Linked DNA regions of Mus musculus: region 1 is linked to region 2. The links are chromatin contacts, called in public HiCAR-type maps. All regions are on one chromosome and are shown on one strand. Each heading gives the region's core, a stretch centred on a gene start, on an enhancer-like site or on the middle of the called end of the contact. The rest is flanking DNA. Distances are from core to core; before and after follow the strand shown. Region 1 has its middle 29 kb from the start of A930005H10Rik. Region 2 has its middle 32 kb from the start of Gm40124.

What was found. HiCAR-type assays count read pairs that join an accessible place to other places.
Region 1: a HiCAR-type map of Th17 cells shows a contact between it and region 2, with 2.7 times the contacts expected there. The contact joins two enhancer-like sites. A contact is called at or near these places in 1 of 15 datasets of contacts at CTCF or cohesin (the NIH/3T3 cell line), 1 of 484 Hi-C or Micro-C datasets (embryonic stem cells), 2 of 115 datasets of contacts at active chromatin or transcription factors (Th17 cells and embryonic stem cells) and 1 of 9 other capture datasets (embryonic stem cells).

The regions. Positions count from the first base shown.
Region 1 is chr3:115,857,670-115,860,575 of GRCm38.p6, reverse strand. No RefSeq gene overlaps it. Among named protein-coding and RNA genes, the nearest start is that of A930005H10Rik, 29 kb to the left of the region's middle. Within about 2 kb of position 1,620, at least 27 of the 459 cell types and tissues checked have an H3K27ac peak or open chromatin away from gene starts, as enhancers often do. A contact at or near this core is called in Th17 cells, where this site is marked.
Region 2 is chr3:115,672,437-115,675,740 of GRCm38.p6, reverse strand. No RefSeq gene overlaps it. Among named protein-coding and RNA genes, the nearest start is that of Gm40124, 32 kb to the right of the region's middle. Within about 2 kb of position 1,795, at least 73 of the 459 cell types and tissues checked have an H3K27ac peak or open chromatin away from gene starts, as enhancers often do. A contact at or near this core is called in Th17 cells, where this site is marked.

The sequences.
Region 1 (2,906 bases), core at 371-2,870, 190 kb before region 2:
CCTCCTTCCATGCCCCATCGGCTTCCAGCCTCAAGAGGCATGTCTTCTCTCAGCTCAGAAAGATCTGGATTAAAGGTGTGTCTTCCTACCTCAGAGAGTCAGATTAGAAGTGGGTCTCTGTACTTTAAATGAAGCAAAAATACTTCCCAGGTGTGTTCTCCATTTTGGGATTTTAGTTAACTCCAGATGTAGTCAAGTTGACACAAGCCAGGTGGTGGTGATGCACGCCTTTAATCCCAGCACTTGGGAGGCAAAGGCAGGCAGATTTCTGAGTTCGAGGCCAGCCTGGTCTACAGAGTGAGTTCCAGGACAGCCAGGACTACACAGAGAAACCCTGTCTCAAAAAACCAAAAAAAAAAAAAAAAAAAAAAAAAGAAAAAAGAAAAAGAAAAGAAAGGAGGTTAGCAGGCATGATACATGCCTTTAATCCCAGCACTTGGGAAGTATAGGCACAAGGATCTCTGTGAGTTTGAGGCCAGCCTGCTCTACATAGCAAGCACCAGGACTAATAATAGAGAGACGCTCTTTCAAGAAAAAAAGAATAGCAGTCACAAACCCAGATCTTTTTGTTGTTGTTGTTGTTGTTGTTGTTGTTTGTTTTTTCGAGACAGAGTTTAATCCCAAATCCTGGGATTAAAGGCATGTGCCACCACATAAGTGTGTATACATATGAGTGGTTTGTGAGGGGAAGACTTGTGGTATAGTAATTTGTTTAGGTAAAATTAAGTAAGGTCAGTGAGATAGTTCAGCAAGGCAAAGGTACTTGCCATCATGCCTGGCCACTGAGTTTAATCCCTGGGACCCATAAGGTGGGAGGAGAGAAGTGGCCACTGCACATTGTCCTCTGACTTTCATCAGTCAAAGGACACACATGCCTCTCTTCCCTCATATAGACACACTAAATAAATAATAAATACGCAAAATATTTACATATTAATCACATTTTAACTAAGAAATTAAGATATCTAACAGCTAAGATAACAATCTTACAATTTAATCTATGGAGACCACTTTGCAACCAGACAATTCCCTGCACTTCACTTCTGTATACCAGATTGTTAACCAATCCCTGACACTATTAATGATACTCTGTTATGCTTGCAGACAGGAGCCTAGCATAACTGTCCTCTGAGAGCCTCCACCCAGCAGCTGACCAAAACAGATCCAGAGTCCCACAACCAAACATTAGACAGAGCTCAGGAAGTCTTGTGGAAGAGTTGGGGGAAGGATTGAGGAATCTGAAGAGGGTAGGGACTCCATAAGAAGACCAACAGAGTCAACTAACCTGGACCTTGGGGGCTCCCAGAGATTGAGCCACCAACTAGGGAGTATGCGTGGGCTGGACCTGTTAGGGTTCGAGATCATAGGAGAATAATACCCCAAACTCAAATAGTATGCAAAAGCAAAGAGTTTATTCAGCAGAATTTCCTGCATGCATGTGTGGGTTTCCCCACTTGGGAATTGAGAGCCTTGGTGGACTAGCAGGCCCAGCTTTTATTGTCAGGGGAATTCCAGGGAGGGGCGTGTGCCCTTTTGCCTTGATTGGTTAGCACTATCCCTAAGGGTTTGACTGATTTTATAACTGGTTGGGCTCAGGAGACTTCCCAGGGGGTGGTTTACTCATTCTAGCTACCTATTCTTACTTCAGGCCAGATGAAAAGGTGCCCTTGGATTGGCTGCACACTGCTGTGGTTGGCTGACTATGGATTCTTGGATTCCGATTCTCATTTCTGGGAAACAGAAACTTAGGCCTAGCCTCCAAAATTGCCAGTTTGCCGCCTGTCGTGGAGTCACCTCTGCTCTAGCTAACTTAGTCCTCTCAGACCTAGGACCCCTCCCCCCCCACGCACATGAAGCAGATATGCAATGTGGTATTCATGTGAGTCCCCCAACAACTGGAGAGGGACTGCCCCCGAATCTGTTGCCTGTCTGTGGATCCTGTTCCCCTAATTGGGCTGGCTACCTTGTCTGGCCTCCTGCAGTGACTTGATGTGCCAGGGTGGGGTGATATCCAGGGGGTCCTTTTCAGAGGAGAGAGAAGAGGAGGTATTGTGGGGGGGGGGGAGTCTGTCTGAGGAGGGACTAGGAGGAGGGGGTTGAGATCAGCATGTAAAGTGAGTGAATAAATTAATGGATGAGAAAACATGTGTACAGGGGATAACACTGGGGCAGAAGACTGGGTGACTGGAAGGGATGAACCTTGAGAGGAGACGAAGCAGCAGCGATAGAGCCAGCATCCTAAGGCAAAGCTCTGAAGCACACCAGCATAGATAATGGGGATGGGGATGGAGGGGGCAGGGACAGGAGAAAAGCAGGAGTAGTGAGGGATAAAACAAGAGAGGTGAGGGCAAGGCGGCCAAGTGTGCAGGGCCTTAGGCTACGGTAGAGATTTTGAAATTTGTGTCCAATGAAATGACTTCAGAAGCAAAGACTCCCTCCTAAAATTCAAGGAGCCCTGAAACAAAATGCCACAGTGCCCCCTCTTAACCAACTAAGGAGAACGGTCTCTACCCTGAATTATATTCTGAGTGGAGATGATTCTGTAAGATTACCAATAGTTCGGTTTTAGGAAAGGAAGAGTTGCCTAGTGATGCGACGGGGTCTGTGGTCGCTAGAGTTCTTAGAACAGCTCGACAGTTTCTCGGGGTTTCTGACTTTCACCTCTCTAAAGTGTTTGGCAGAAAGTTTCAGTAAAAGACCGCTGGTATTTTCCTAAGACTTTGGTGTATTATTGCTCTGACTCCGGTGTCAGAGCACCCGTTCTATTAGCCGTTCAATCTCAAATCCAACAAACATCTACTTTGTGCCTGTTACATTCCAGGACCCATGGAAAGTACTGACAGATGTGCGATTACTTCCGAATTCATGTCAGTCAAGGGACTGAGATTTAGACATAGGTAGGGGGT
Region 2 (3,304 bases), core at 546-3,045:
ACATGCACCACCCTTTTCTAGTCTAGATTCTGCACTTGAAAGATAAAAAGAATCATAAAAGAAGTTGCCTGTGGCTATCCTGCTCATGAATAGCAAACCAAGATTTAAACCCAGGCCTTCTGGCTCCAGAGTCTATGCCCTGAACTAACCTCCTTCCTCTTAATAAAAAAGTAAAACCATCATCCCTCCATTGCTTATCATCCTCTAAGGGTTTATCATTGCACTAAGACAATCCTAAGTCTCATCAAAATCCTCTGATGGCTTTGAAGACCCTTCATGACTTGGCTCCTCCTAAACACTCGACCTTGCTTTGCTTTGGTTATTTCTTACCGGTCTGGCAGTTGCCAGATGACTGACTCTGTAACATACTTCAGATCTCCCATCCCTTTCCCCAAGGCCTTCCCCTGACCACACAAGTAGGTGTTCTACTCATCTCTGGCATAACCCATAGCATGTACCACAGCCCATCCTTACCTTTGTTGATCTCCTGTCACATAATGTTGTGTTCTATGATGTAGAGGCTCAAAGGGAGTCTCATTAGACATTTTCAGACTTGAAGTCTTCTGTATCTTCAGCATCTTGTGTGCCTCTGGATTTTGGGCCTTATCCAAAAGACCAAAAAGTAATTACAGTACTTTAGTAGCAGAGACTCAGACGTATATCAAATGAGCAAACAAATAACCAGTAAATGAAAGGTAATTCTGAATTTGGACGACAGAGTTGAGTTTGGACTCACTCACAATGGTCATGGTTCCACTTGACTTTGATCTTGGGAGGCTGTGAACCATCTTAACTTGGCCTTCATCTGTAAAAGAAAGGTTGGTGCTGTAACGTCAGCTAAGAATGCATTGAAAACCCTCAACCTTTCTGAGCTGCAGCCATGATCATCCTTGTCTTTATCATTCCCCAGCTTCCTCAACGATCGTCAACCAGCCTGTGACATGACAGTCCTTCCGTCACAGCTTATCACTGTCCCAGTCAGCTTAAACTCTGGCTGGGGCCAGAAGTTTAAGCAAAGCTTGTTGTGTCCATCCTTAGGATGCCCATCCACAGCCACAGGCCTCTTTCTATTTCTCTCTTGTTTTCCATGGCCTTTCACCCAGTCCTTCTCACTTCTTTCTACAATTTATTTTTTGGTGTGTGTGTGTGTGTGTGTGTGTGTGTGTGTGTGTGTGTGTGTGTGTTGTATCATACCCTTCTTGTGGGAGTCAGGATAAACATTCTTTATTTCTCCATGTGTGTCCCAGAAATGAAACTCAATTCCCCAGACTTGCCAAGCAAGTACTCTCACCCATGGAGTGATCTTACCTGCCCTGTAGCAGTTTTAATAGTGTCTGACTTAACCAGCCTCCTTCCTTACTCAGTGCCTGCTGAGGTTTGACTAGGAAAAATTCCCCCTGCCCCAAAGCTCAGGTGTTAAGTTGGCTTGTTGCCGGCTGCTGGGATTTTTGAAGGGTAATTGAATTATGATGATTTTAACTTTATCAGTTCCACCATAGAGTTCTGACTCACCTCACAGTGGTCCAGGTCCAAAAGTAACAGAATAAGTGACCGTGTGCCTTGACTGTGAGCTAAAATAAAACTTTTCTGTCAAAATATTTTTCTCGGGTATTTTTGACACAGTGATGAAAACTGACTACCACAGCTCCACGTGAAAGGCACCTCTGGGAGAGTCAAGGTTTGTGTCCGTTCAGTTAACGGGACATGCTTGGCAAAGACAGGTATGCGATGCTGTCCTCAGACAGATTAACCACACTCCTGACGTAGCACACAATGGCTTCACTGTAAAGTTGAGCTGACAAGGCTGTGTTTACTCTTTTTCCTGGGTCACAGGAAACTCCACCCTTGAGAGCGGTTACTGGCAGAGAACGCTGATGTGGTCCAGCTTGTCAGGTAGATGCTGAAGAAAGATGGAAAAACAAATGCAAATTAGGGTTTAAAATATGTCGCCTGCGAGAAGACACTGGAAATGGGAAACTAAGGGGCAGGAAGGACATCCATCGGGAGCTCTAATGGCTTTCTGATTATTCGAAGGGAGTGGGCAGACGCTGTAGCTGCTGCAGGAGTCAGCCAGAGTAAACTTCCTGGAAAAGTACCGAATTATCCAGCTGCAGGTCTGCCAGCCAACTCCTAGGTTTCCAGCCTGCGACCTCGTTGAACTAATTCGTGGTCTTTTGTATGTATCATCTGCATACGATGAATGCTGGCCCCTCTTCCTGGAATAGCTTTGCTATGTCTGTTCTCTTTGTTGCTAGGGAGGACATTTACCCTTATCACTGTTCCTCTTTTGATCTTGGCACCCAGCTTATTGTCAGACCGTTACAGACCGAGTGAAAAGATGTATTCAGTGTCTCCCCGATATTGTTACAGTTAGTAAACACTGGAAAAAACAAAATTGGAGGCATATAGAGGATATTTTTATAGTAGAATTTGAGCATTTGGAATGGATCATCCTCCAAGACTGTGTAAACTAATGTCCAAAGGAAGGCTGGGTATACTTAGGAAGAAGAGCGGCATTCTGGTGACAGAAGGGTGGTGCCCTCTAAAGCCTGCCATAGGGGAAGTGAATGGGCATTGACCTTAGCCCTTCTCTACTAGCCTAGATGTTAAGCTGCCCACCTAGAGGGGGAACTGTGCCAGTCCTGAGGATGAGGTGTCTTGCTTGGTCCCTCAGAGCACCCATATTGCTATGATTTAGACCAAAGTCTCTGGCTAGCTTTGGTCATAAAGGGGCTACATTTTTGCTACATTTAATGCTGAATTTAAACTCTTATATTGTCCACAAACTGTCACAAAAGGAAGAGATGATATCACTAGATAAAGATACTCGTGTCCCCATGACACTCCACCCTCCCCCTCAATCACACACACACAATTAAGTGATGGCAGCTACCTGGTGGGGAGAGAGAAAATAATTATTTCCATCTCAAGCTAAGTAGCTTTTCTCCTACAAACTCCCTTCTCCGTTGTTCTTCCTTGGTGACTAGTTGTTAAAATTGTCACCTAGGAAGCTCTTGGCCTCTCCTTATTTGACAGTTTTTAAATGAGTCCTCAGTGAGATGGCTTCAGCAAGGCTACCATTGAATTTGTGATTTATTGGCCTGTTTATGTCTCTTACAATTCTTGATTGTTATCTGATAAGAGGAACCTGAAAATTTTGCACATATTGAATATTCATCTCTTCAATCAGTGCTGGCTCACCCAGGAGTAGGGGCAGTTTGATTGTTGATTGGGTTAGTAGCCCCATTCACAATCGCTTTTGATTTCAAGTCTCATTAAGATAATCATGGACTTGGTTCAATTA